2 separate regions of the Arachis hypogaea genome follow, and region 1 is linked to region 2. Evidence: chromatin contacts called from public Hi-C data. All regions are on one chromosome and are shown on one strand. The core of a region is the stretch at or near the end of the contact, and the rest is flanking DNA. Distances in the headings are between cores, read along the strand shown.

The links. A called contact is a pair of places that touch in the nucleus more often than the background predicts.
Region 1: a Hi-C map of leaf shows a contact between it and region 2, with 3 times the contacts expected there. The contact joins the promoter of LOC112751069 here to the promoter of LOC114925377 in region 2. A contact is called at or near these places in 4 of 8 Hi-C or Micro-C datasets (leaf and an unstated tissue).

What each region holds. Positions count from the first base shown.
Region 1 is chr15:144,055,125-144,062,245 of arahy.Tifrunner.gnm2.J5K5, reverse strand. LOC112751069 reads right to left here and starts at 5,657. Exons shown (of 2, transcript XM_025800065.2): 1 at 5,193-5,657; 2 at 4,334-4,871. The coding sequence starts at 5,424. The coding sequence ends at 4,642. TRNAL-CAG (transfer RNA leucine (anticodon CAG)) reads left to right here and starts at 2,771; the gene lies at 2,771-2,851.
Region 2 is chr15:143,770,428-143,777,245 of arahy.Tifrunner.gnm2.J5K5, reverse strand. LOC114925377 reads left to right here and starts at 3,949. Exons shown (of 1, transcript XM_029292998.1): 1 at 3,949-4,782. The coding sequence starts at 3,949. The coding sequence ends at 4,782.

The DNA of each region.
Region 1 (7,121 bases), core at 4,408-6,907, 280 kb before region 2:
TTTGCTTGAATTAAATTGTAGTAGAAAAATTAAAACGTCCCATACCTAAGTTGACCCTTAATTACCTTTGAAAGAAAGGGTCAAGAAAATTGCACCCAACCTTTCTCTAAGCGAAATTGTATTTTGACCTAAATATCAATAATTTAAGTGGTAGTGCTTGTTGATGCTGAATTGGAAACATAACATGTGGAGCAAAATCAACAATTAAAAAAAAAAAATCAATGAAGCATAGGATTCATATTTGCATTTTGCTTAGAACAACCAATATCAAACACCTCATTGTTGTTATCCATGCTCCACTAAACTATAAGTGGATCCCCAAATAATGTTCTTTATTATATAGTTTTTCATAGTCTAAAAGGCTGATGCTAGTAGCAGCCACTAACTAACCCCAAATAATTACAACTTTTTTTTCTTCTCAATTGCTATATGCTGAAAACAGAAATAGTTACAGCCTCCCCCATGTCCAACACCAAAGAATAATTAGTAGTATGCAACAGAAAACATTGATTATGCCAATTTGATAATTGGAAGTGACAAGAGGAGTCACATTGGGAACATGAGATTTGGCTGTCACCAAAATATGACTGAGTGCAGGTCATGTTATCTCCCACAAATTTAATTTTCATGACAAAGAGCAGTGACACACCACAATCTAAAGGAGCAATAGTTCTGTCAATATCATGTGTGCTTTTTTGTAGGGTTGCAAAAAAATTTGAAAACGTCTTCAAAAGCATGCACAAATATATAAACCCTCAATAGCATTCTTATAAAATAAATATGGAGAAATAAAATATCTTTCAAGATTTGAAAATAATATATTTATCCAATTATATTAGGTATACATTAAAATTAGTCACAAAAATCAGCTTTTAGTATGAAATACATATTGAAATATAAATATATATTTTCAATAAATTAAACAACATATATAATTATACACAAATATATTAGTGATTAATTTTAGTGATTAATTTTATATACAAATAATATTTTTGATATTTATCTATATAATTAAAATATAACATTGATTAATTTATTACTTAGTATATACATATACAAGATAAGACAAAAAAAAAAGGGGACAAAATTTATCGAATAAAAAATTATGAATATATCACTTTTAAATTTTATTGGCTACAGTTTAAAAGTTGAATATGGATTTAAAATTGATGAATTTCGCCAAATGAGTATGCAAGGTGTATTACAAGGATATATGTCACACTTTTTTGCATGTTGTAACTTGTTTCATGTGTTGTCTCTCTTTAATTTTTACATGTTGCGAAAATCATTTTTTTTTGTCTTTTTCTACATTTTGCAGGTAGTAAAGAGAAAAAATAAAAAATAGGTAACTTTTTTGATTTTTTAAATAATTAATATGTGAAAATAAGTATATTAATTAAATAATAATATATTTTAAAAAAAATTGATTAAAAACTAAAAATTAAAGAACAACTAGCATATATATATATATATATATTTTGTTATATGTGGTTGTTTTTTGATTTTTTACAAGTTGCGAAAAACAGACTTTATTTTTTCATCGTTTTTATATTACTCCAGACAACCATTTTAATAAATTACACCGATTAAAAAGCTATTTAAAAATCAGTTTCGGACTTTAGCGGTGTATTTATTTAAAAAAATAAAATAAGAAAGATTAGGGTTTACTTTATATCTTTTCTTTAAAACATTGACTTTGTTGCTTATATAAGAAGGTATGAAGATGAGCTATGCTATCAATCGGAAAAGATCATAAAGGCCTGTCCTCTAGAGCACATCAATAAGAGTCATAGACTCATAGTTATTAAGAGGTGGTAGAGATGGTGAGGAATCTATGGAGAGAAGTGAACAACTTGGAATATGCAACTCAAAATGGTTTCTTTGGTAATAATGCATATTCAATATTGTGGGTGATGTTGTTTGCCTTGTGCATCATTTCAGCTATGATCTTTTCTTGTGCTGATGGTGTCTCAAAAGATAGAACAGCTGCAGCAGCAGATCCGGAACCTTATGGAGCCGGATGCGGCGCCGAATGCGGCGCAGGCTGCGGTGCATGAGAAGAAGAGAAGAGAAGAGAACTTACTTCAATATTCTTCCACAAATCTATACGGATCACACAGAATCCTCACATTGAAGTGGATTTTTAGTATTATTGTACAATGTTAATTAGTTTCTTATTACATTATGAGCAGCTTATTGCTATAAGGTAAATGAGTCTTAGGAATAAATGCCACTAATAATGTTAATTAAGGAGAAGAGTTTTTGCAATGTCTAGTTGAGTTAGAAACATTTTGATCCAATCAGAAGTTCAAAGTTACACCCTTTTTTTTAGTTGACAATCTATCCTTGGCAATGCAAGTTGGCATCATGTTGCTTGTTTCTCTAAGACATTGATCTTTTATTTCCTAATCAATTAAGTGCAAGCTTGCTTAAGGAATATATATATGTGCATAATAATGGAGTATTCATTATTCAATAGTTTTTTTAATACGATGTTATTTAAAAATATAAAACAAATTAATTAAAATTATAGCATCACATTTTTGTAACTTATCTTAAAACAACACGCTTAGTTTATATACTAATAATTCTCCATCCTACCTCTCCCTCCAAAATGGAAAAAAAAAAAAGTTCTTAGTTTATAAACAAATATTCATGAATAATTTGTATATCATTATGTTTCTGAAAAAAACATGCACAATGGAAAATAGAAAGTAAAGATCTTATGTGCGGTTATTTAAAAGAATATTTCATCCGATGTTTAAAAGTCAAGATGGCCGAGTTGGTCTAAGGCGCCAGTTTCAGGTACTGGTCCGAAAGGGCATGGGTTCGAATCCCATTCTTGACATTTTTCTTTTTCTTAGTTTAAACAAAAAGTTTAATACCCAGAATATTTTAAACATGTAGATCATTAATCTTCAACAAAGCTATCACCATACATGTCTTCGAACAACGTTTTATTCTTTTTGGACTGTATCTTATATTCAATATACCTACGTCAACTAATAAATGGAAAAATCATTAGATTATTCTTGCACTAAAAAAATGAAGGTGCACTAAGCAAAATGAAATCTGTTTATTTAACATAGTTACCTTAGTTCTTTCATACTGTTTTGCATAATGCATATCAAACTATCTCTAAATAAAATACTTGTAATCTAACCACAAGAAATAGTTACCGTTACTGGCTTTAATTTCTAGTAAACTATGTTCCATGAATACTAGCCTTAACCTTACCAGACGCGACATCAGAATCAATGTCGGAAAAGGAAGAATACTCGGCGAAAACCCTTCTCTTTGTTCCACAAGAAGAAGCCCACCGCCAAACATGCTGTAGCGCTTTGTGACAGAATCTGCATGGTATCTTGATGCAGCAGCAACACACAGCTGCCAGTGGACAACACACACAAAGAAAGCAACAGCTACACAGGAATTCAATCAATTTTTCTTTGGGTTTGATGCCTTCTTCTTCTTGTTTCTTGGGGTTGGCATGGCTTGCATGATGATCAACAGAGTCATGGCTCTGCCTCCTCCTGTTGAGAAATGTAAACCTTTTTCTCTTTTCTTGAAGGGCAAGTTTGCTACCCATCTTTGCTTAAAGGCATGAATTCACCATCAAATGTAATTGAAAATGATGCACTTCGTGACTTCGATGAAGCACCTGCATGTAAATCTTGTGTGCATAAGGTTTATGATTTGATTTTTCAGTTGTTGTGTCCTTCAGACCTTCACCATCTCCCTTTTTCATCAGATACGAATCTTTGTTTCCAAGGATGCTTTTCACATTCCAATTTAGCATACTGTAAAGTCTAAGTAAGTGGAGAGATTAGAGGCAAAAGTGGAACAAAAAATTCTTTTGCTTCCTATTCTATCCATTCGATTCTTGACACCAATAGATGTTGTGCACAGTGCACACAATTTAAAAATTGAGTGTGTGAAACAGAGAATCGAATGCTTTACGTCCTGTGCAGAGTTTCTGGGACCAGATCTTTGGGGTCCAAAGATTTTGCAGAATTCACTTGTTTACTCTATGGTGCAGATTCTTCACTTTTACTATTTATAAACAATATTCTGAAACTATTGAAAATTAAGTTATTCAATTCAAGGAAGATCAACGCAAGGCTGCAGAAGGAGGATGACCTCAAACAGAAGCAAGGCATCTTCAATTCTGCATCGTTAATTTCACACCACACCACACCATACCATAGCAGAACCACAATTCAAGCATGCTTTTCTTCATTTTTTTTTTACATGGATATTATATATTATATCGTGGATCCGTTACCCCTTTTCCCTAAAGACATCTTATAGGTTGTAGCTAAATGAGTAATTGGTTCAATATTAAGTATCGTATTAGTAGAATCAGGATATAGTTATAGGAAGATTACACAATAAAGGACAAATCATAATCATATAACAAAAGAGAAGATTTTTTGTGGCTGATTTGCAAAATGAATAAAATGACACAACTCTATCTTGTATATTTTCATTGTTGAGACAAATCAAAAGGTTCCAAACTTTTCCATCAATGTAGCACTGAAACGGTGAAACCCTTATTTGTTGTAACTCTTATACAACATTCAATCCACGGTTGACTTGAAAATGTTGAGTGCCATTGGCAATAGAAAGCTCATTCATTCATTTACCATCATCATCAATGTCACTACTTTCCTCCCAATCAGAATAATCATCATCTTCATCTTCATCTTCAACTTCTGAATCTGTCCCCTTCCCCAAAATGTCCCTCATCAACTCTGGGTCATCCTCTATAGGCTTGCCGGCTAAAGACCTCTGCAGTATAGCCTCAAACAAAGAAGGTATAGCCTCGTCATCACCCTCTCGAAGCCTTGCCACACGCCTCTTCAGCTCTTCAACCCCACAACAAAACAAAACAAAAAGACTAAAACTTTCAGCTTATATACAACAATACTCAAAAGATCAAAAAGAACTTCATCCCTGCATATAATTTAGCTCCCATATATAGTCATACTCATACAAATCAAACCTGTTCAAAACTTCGTATAAGATACAATGAACTTCTCTTTTCCAAATAATATTTACTGTAAATATATATATTAGATACTTACTTTCAGTGAGGCATTATATCAAACACCTGAAGCACACGCATAAAAAAGAACGAAATTTAATCTTAAAATGGGGGAATCCCAAGATGAGTTTAGCAGTGTTACCTTCGTTGCTAATGTCCTCGACATCGATGGGATCGTTCTTGTTGTGGGTGTGAGAGAAATTAGGTTGATCCGAAACGGTGTTTCTGGAACTAGAAGAGAAGAACCTGGTGCATAGTGCGGTTGAAGCGGCTAAGGAAAGAGAGAAGGATGATGAAGGAGGAGTCGCATTGAAAGGAGAAAGACGAAGATGGCGCGTGAACAGAGACAAGTTTCTGAACAGTGCTCCCTTCATGGCTGTTTCAGAACAGAACAGAGGAACTTGCACAGAAAAGTTAATTAAATTTAAAGATTAACTACCTCCAATATTAAAAATAATAAATTAATGAACAATAAAATTATTTGTACGTTTTTAAAGAATAACAAATATTCATTAATAGTAATATATAGTTTATGGGCTCATTTTTTTTTTTGGTTATGAAATGAATGTTGGTGTTGTTCAATGAAATGGATATATGAATAAATTTTTCTCTACTATGATGTCAGGCTTAAAACATAAGCTACGATTTATTTTTGGCTCATTATTTTTTTTTTTGGTTCAGAAAACAAAATAAACGCAGGCTGCGTTTTGTGTTTTGCATAGTTTTCAATTTTTTTTATTTTGTTTTAGCCCAAACACAGCCTGTGTTTTGTGATGGGCAGTATTTTTTTTTTTGTAATAACAAAACATAGCTTGTGTTTTGTGTTGTATACTTGTATGTCAGCTTTTTTTTGGAAAATGCAAAACGCAGGCTGTGTTTTTTGTGGTGTCAGATTATTTTTTTGGAAAACAAAAGATACAGGTTGTGTTTTGTGAAAAAAAATATTTTAATCAAGAGGCCTCTCTATAAATACGAAACAATGCTCGCCCAAATGGCCTCACTCCACTTCTACTCATCATATTCTTCTTTCTTGTACATATATTGTAGTTCTTAGTTTTTTTGGCAGTTAGGTGTGTCAAAAAAGTCGAATTAGGTGAGGTTGAAGTTATGGAAAATATTGCAAATTTGCGAGTACATTATAACGATGAGGTTATATCAAACTTACATGAAGGAATGACTTTTGTTTGTGAATGTTCGTTGTCATTTGCTATTCCATGTACCATGAGTTTTGTCGAGTTGCAAAATAGGCTTTGTAATAACATTCAAAGCCACATTTTGAAAAGGTTGAGCGATCTTTTATACAGAAGTCATGTGCAAGTATTTGGTGGGCTAATACAGTTTCAAATAATGCCCATCACTGATGATGCCAGTATACAGCAGATGTTGTGTATTTATCAACAAACCCAATCTCACGTGCCGATGATAGAGCTGTACGTTGAGTTTGAACAACAGTCAGGTTGGGTGCGGTCGGCGAGGAGGTCAATGTTGATGAGCTCGAAGATATAGATTGGGAAGAAGATAATAATGACAGTGAATAGGAATTCAAAGCTAACTATGAAGTCGATGACAAAAACGATGGCGGAGACTTGGCAGGCAATCCGGCGGTGCAAAATAAAGCGAATGCGATTGTAAGTCAGCACCCGTTTGGTGTTCCGTCTTTTATGCGGACTCTAGATCTCGAAGTCATGCATGCCCCGGAAATTCCTGAGTATGCGAATACGGGTATGTTATGATTATTAACTCAAGTTTCCTATAGTGCTTATTTTATTTGCCTTGTCTGACTGATGGTTGTGCGCATGTCGTAGGTGAAGGCAACGCTGCGGCGAAGGATGGCGAGTTTAGTGTCGGAATGGAATTTGGTTCGAGAGAGTCGGTGATATCTGCAATCAAAAGCTACAATATCTCTAGAGGAGTTTATTACACTGTGTATGAGTCTAAGCCGCAGACATTCTATGCGAAATGCAAGGGGTATGGTGCAGGGTGCGACTGGCTTAACCGAGCTAGCTTGATTCGAAAAAAAGCTTGTTGGGAGATCAGAAGATACAATGGCAAGCACATGTGCACCGTGGGC
Region 2 (6,818 bases), core at 2,700-5,199:
GGTAATCATAAATTAAATTCATAGCTTTCTTTATTGAAATGATTGGGAATACAGTTTGGCCTTAACTGGAATCATCATCATGTGACTCCTATGTACTACGTTGAATATCTTTCTTTTATTTAGAAGATAGCTAAGATACTTTGCCACTGAATATTGAATATTGAATATTGAATATTGAACTAAAAGGCCACCGACTAATAAATAACGTAACATTGTACCTCTAAATAAATCCCCAATAATAATTATATGTCTTTGGCTCGGCATTATTTAATTAATGAAGTTGAAATAAAAGTCTTGTTAATGAACAAAGCAGAACACAAAGGGCATCTAAATTTTAAATTGCATGAAAATTAAAACGAAAATTATTATGTAACTGTGGAAGAATGATATATTAAACTTATATATAGCAATCTAGTTTCATCCTTAGCTTCCTTCCACCTCTCTGACCAGTGTTATTTTGTCTCCTATATATAAATCTAGATGTGTGGTCCAACTTCAATTAATCAATGTGCACTGTGCAACAGAGAGCCAAAAGTTAAAACTAAATATAATGAAGCTTTTAGCTTTTTGTCCTGTTACCTTTGATTTTTTCCTTTAAATAATAAAAACAAAACTATTGACTAAATATTTTGCATTGGTGACTTTCTCATTTATTGACTAAATATTTTTTTCATAGTTCATCATGTCAACAGGTCAAGGGTCTTTTCTTTTCTTCTTTTTTTTTTTTCCATACCAGCAAGCTAAGGGTCTTATTCTACTATCATTAGAAACAGATTTTCACTATGAATCAATTTTGAGTAATCATTCAACTCGGCGTCTCATAATTTTAAAAGTAGATATTTTAGTTTTTAAAAGAACTAATATATAAAAATTAATTTTTAAAGTTTTATTTTAATAAATAAATTAGTCTCTAATTTATTTTTAAACAAGAATAATTATTTAAATCAATTTTTAAGAATGTTAAAAGCGAATATTTTAGTTTTTAAAAAAATTAATATACAGATCATTTTTTAACATTTTTTTGTTAGACATAACAGTCTTCTGTCTATTTTACTTTTATTATATATCAACTTTTATTATTATTAATTTAGCTTTGTATATGTAGAGGATGACACTAACATATTAATACACTCTTTTCGTTAAAAACAAGTAAGATGAATAATAATGCTTTGAAATCTAAATTAAAATATTTTCTTTTAATACAAATATATTTTTTAAAATAGAACATCTTTAGATTATACTAAATATAAAAACATCAAATAGTTTTAACTTTGAATTTCTTCTAGAATAATTTTTAATAATAATAATAATAATAATAATAATAATAATAATAATAATAATAATAATAATAATAATAATATTATTATTATTATTATTATTATTATTATTATTATTATTATCATAAATTAAATACATACATAAGAATCTAATGAATAAATTTATTATTTTGTCCAAAAAATACAAAAAATTATGGTACAATATTATTGTGTAATTAATAATAATAATAATAATCATTTTATTTTATTTTTTTTGACAGAGGACTATTATGTCTAATAGAAAAAAATATTGTTGTGTATTAATTTTTTTGGAAACTAAAATGTCTGCTTTTAAATTTTTTGGAACTGATCTGAGTAATTATTCTGCTAAAAAATAAACTTAGAATTAATTTGTCTGTCGGAGTAAAACTTTAAAAATATTTGTATGTATTAATTTTTTTTAAAACTAAAATATCCATTTTTAAAATTCTTGAAAACTAATTTAGATAATTACTCATGAATTTTTCAATTACATTTACATCCACATAATAGTTAATATAATATAAAATTGAAATAATTAGCATATGGTGGGAAAAAAAGTGGTAAATATTCCTTTCTTTTCTTAATTAGCAAATTTAAATTCAAATTTCAAATGTTAAGCAACTATATTAAAAAGTCACGCTTTCTACAAAATCAATATATATATATATATATATATATATATATATATATATATATATATATATATATATATCATTAAATTACCCATTATATATAAAAATACAGGGATAAGTATGATTTTGGTCCCTAACGTAGGAGCCAAAAATTATTTTGTCTCTAATCTTTTTTTTTGCAATAAAATGGTCCCAAATGTTCAGTTTATTTTAAAATCGTCCTTTGCGTCCAAAAATAATTTTTTAAGACCAAAATGTCCCTATTAGTTGCTATTCCTTCTCGCGAAATCATTTTGCCTTCCCCAAGCAAGGCATTGTCTGAGAATAGGATTGCAGAATGAAACGATTGTGTGAAACCCTTGGAAGGCCTTCCTGCAAGGACTGTTCGACGTTGGTAGCTCGAGCGAGGTTGCCGGGAAACTTCCTGCATTGTTGACTTGGCTTCGTTCCTACAGAAAGCCTTTGGCAAGGTAAGCATTATTTGAATGCAATTTCTCCTTTGTTGATGGACGTAACCGGTTTAGGGTTTAATGTGGATCGTGCGAAGGTGTGTGGAAGGCTAGGGTTTGAACTGATTGTAGTAGTTGTTGTTGTTAGTTGGTTTACTAACGCCCTGTGTTGATTAATAGGGTTGTTTGGGAAGGAGATGGCGCTCTTCAACGTGAGGGTGCACCATAGTGGGGTATTTGAATATGAGAATGGTGTGTTCAAGTACTTGAAGGGTCAATCTACAGTCGTGGAAGACATTGACGGCGATTGGTGGAGTGTGTTTGAGGCATACGAGGAGCTGAGGCAGCTTGGATACTTGAAGTCCACCATCGCCGCGTTATGGTACAAAGACCTAACTGCGGATGATTATGAGAGTCAGTTGAAGCTGTTGACAGGTGACACAGAGGCAATTGAAATGTATACCATAGCAGGGAGGAGAGGCTTTGTTGATCTGTTTGTGGTGCATGAGGTTGGGGATGCCGAGGGGTTTTCGGAGGTCGGTTTTCTGGACGTGGGGGGAGAAACTGTAGGCGGCGAGAGTGAGGAACCTTAAGGTGGTGGTCTGGATTTAGTGGTGTTCGAAGGGAACGTACAAAAGACTGATAGAGCTGGGGTTGCGGCTGAAGCCGAATGCCAGAATAAGGACGGTGGAGTGGAATTAGGCCAAGAGGGACATGAGGCGGATAGTGACCATGATACCAGTGGCAAAGACAGTGATGACCCAACATACTTGCCATCTAATGAAGAGGAAAATAGTGTCGAAGACATCCATTTCACTGACAGTGATGAGGTCTACGACTATGAAAGTGGATTCGGTGAAGATAATATTGTGCCGAAGGATTCTAATGCGGGGAAGGGCAAAAAGGTTGTCACAAGTGATTTGAATTATGACGATGCAGTTGACAGTGATGAATTGAAGCATGACCATGTAATTGGAGGACAAGAGTCGGGTGCTGATGATGGAGAGGACGCTGCTGAAGGTGAGGGGCAGAGGTTTCCAGTGCATAAGTCTCAAAAGGACATGGGAAAGTACCAATGGAAGGTGGGCACATTGTATGAATCTCGGCAAGAGTTTAAGGATACAATGGTGGCCTATGCAGTCCACACATCTAGGAACATTAAATTCAAGAAGTGTGACTTGGTGAGGGTCCGGGCTGTTTGTCAGAAAGGCTACCCCTTTTGGTTATATGCACACAGGGTCGGTGAGGAATCCACTTGGCAACTAAGAAGCATGAATCTCCAACATACCTGCAGGCAGACACACCGGATTGGAATTATGCATAGCAAGTGGTTGGGTAGCCAGTTTAAGAAGAAAGTTGTATCCAACCCAAGGATCAAGGTGAAGGAGCTGGTTGCAAGGGCTCACAAAAAATGCCTGACCGTTACGAAGGCAATGGCAGCTAAGACAAAACAGGAGGCTTTGAGTCAGATACAAGGAGACTTTAGGGAGTAGTACAAATAGGTTCTGTGTCAGGCATCTCTACAGCAACTTCAGGAAGAAGTTTCCTGGTTTAGAGCTGAAGAACAAGATGTGGAGGTGTGTTAAAGCAAATCATTGGCAGAGCTGGGAGAAGAAGATGAAATCTTTGCGAGGTCTGAATGAGGAAGCATTTCGACATCTGAATGGCATTCCACCAAGGTTCTGGTCAAGGTCCAGGTTTACTTTCCTATCTAAATGTGACAGTCTTGTTAATAATATGAGTGAGAGTTTCAATGTTGTCTTAATAGAAGCAAGAGAGAAACCTATTGTGACCATGTTAGAGGATATTAGGGTGTATATGATGACTAGATGGGCTGCAAATAGGGAATGGGTTCTTAATTATCCAGGAAACATTATGCCAATGATTAGAAAGAAATTAGAGAAACGGAAAAGCTTAGCTAGGGACTGGAGGCCATACTGGTCAGCTGCTAGTAAGTACGAGGTTATGTGTGGTCTAGATAAATATGTTGTGGATCTGGCTGCTGGTGAATGTTCTTGCAGAAAATGGCAAATGAGTGGGATTCCTTGTCCTCATGCCATCAGCTGCATCACCTTCAAGGGCCTTGATTTGGAGTCATATGTGGATGACTACTACAAGAAGGAGGCCTACCTGAGGTGCTACCGGGAGGTCATACACCCTGTAAACGGCCCGGAGCTATGGGAGAGGACTCAATATAATGATGTCATCCCATCTCCATACAGGAGGCCAAGCCACAGACCGGTGAAGAAGAGGAAGCGAGGGCCTACAGATGAAGACAACAGAAGCCAGACTCATCTGTCACGGAGGGGACAAGTCCAAAGATGCTCCAATTGTAGTGGAGTGGGACACAAGAAAAGCGGCTGCACCAAGTCTAAGAAGAGGGTTTGTGACATGCTGTTCTAGGGTTCACTTACCATTGTGATTGTCATAAATTTAATTTGACTACTATATGATATGTGTTTAACTATCTCTATGATTTATATTTTGTTTATAGGCCCAAACTTCAACTAAATGAGCTAAGAAGGATACACCTAAACTGGCACCTGGTCAGACAGTTTGGGGAGGAAGAAAGAGAAAGACCACACCATCACCAACCAACCTGCCAACATCTCAGCCTAGGAAAACCCCCCCTCCAAGGCCCAAGAAAAGTGTAGCCCGGCCCACCACACAAGCACCTCAGCCCAAGAAAGCTTCCACTCAGCCCAACATCTTGGCCCACCCCAAGAACAAGGCTGTATTAGCTGCAACCTCCACCAGCAACAAACAGCCCCTTAGCCAGCCATCTGTGAGGAAGAGACAATTTTCTATCCTTCAAAGCAGTGCACCTCATGTACCCCTACAGAAGTTGAAGTTGATGGCCAAATTACCTCCATCTTAATGGGAAAATCTTTAGGATTTGCATGTGAAATCTTTTGTGACTCATGTCTTAGTGCTTTGCAAGCAGTGTTTCTATTTTGGTATTGGCTATTTAGTTTCAGAACATTACCTTAGTTACATTGGTTTTATTACTGTATTTTGGTATTAAGTGCCTGAGAACACTTGAAGTGTTGCTTCTCTGTATTTTGAAACTAGGCATGTGGAGGCAAACAGTTTACTTGTGTTGTTTTAACTATTCATCAAATGAAATATGCCATTAGTAATTACTGAATTTTTAGATCCTGTTTTCAATGCTTTTGTACTTTACTCATGAACTACATTTACATTACAAAATAACACAACTTCACCATTAAAGAAGTTGACATTTTGGGCAACATTAAACAATACTTTCCTTCATTAATTCAAAGCTACACATTTAAACCACTGTAACATCACAGAATACCCTCAAACTCTACCCACACAACACAAGAAATCTCATAACATTCCCCACCAAATCATCTATAACCTAGGTGCATTCCATTCGGGTGCTTTAAGTTATATTGATTCTGCAGCAATAAGAACAAAAATCGCACCCAGCCAGCAATACATAGAGCAGCAACAACCCAAAGCTTCGTCTCCACCTCCTTCAATCTTGTCTTTAATTTCGTTATCTTCCTCCTATTTCTTGCAATTTCAACCTCTTCCTGAACACTTCCAGGTTCCGGATCTGCCCATCTGAAGAAATCACAGCTATCCTGAACCTGACAGAAGTCACAGAGACATATGAACAAATCCCAAATTCTCAGACCCACAATGGCAAAATAGGAAGAACACCTTACCTCATAGTATACGCAACCCCAAAATCTTCGTCCCGTGTTATCCTTCGTCGATGAAGTTCGCAAAATCGGCCTCTCACCATGGCCACAGAGCAACTCCTTTGCAGCTGAACGAAAACGTGATGCTCTTGAGCTCTGGAAAGCCATGGACGCTGTCTCCTGAACCCTAGCGCTGCTACTCTTCGTCGACCTTCAGCAGAAGCCGCCATCGTTCATCCTCCCCTGCACTTCACATCCATTCACTTTCATTATTTGATCCTTTTATTATTATTTATATTAATTAACATTATCAACAATCCGTTAAAACGGTCGTAACGGAAGCTAACGACCAAATGGGTAAAATCGTCCGAGGGACAATTTTAAAACAAACTGAAACATTTGGGACTATTTTGTTGCGAAAAAAAGATTAAGGACAAAATTAATTTTTAGTCCCTACGTTAGGGAGCAAAATCATACTTATCCCTAAAAATATATATTATTTAATTTTTTTAATATATATTTTATATTTTAATATATATTTTTTATGGATAAATAATTAAATTTTTATGTATAAATATCATGATTGAGGTGAAAAAATGAAGTACTATACTCATGAACAATGCTTCTGCTTACTGAAGCATGGCATTTGAGTTTGACTTTTGACCCAGAGATGAGATGAGACCATACAATAATAATAATAATAATAATAATAATAATAATAATAATAATAATAATAATAATAATACTCAGTGAGCCTGTAGAATTTCT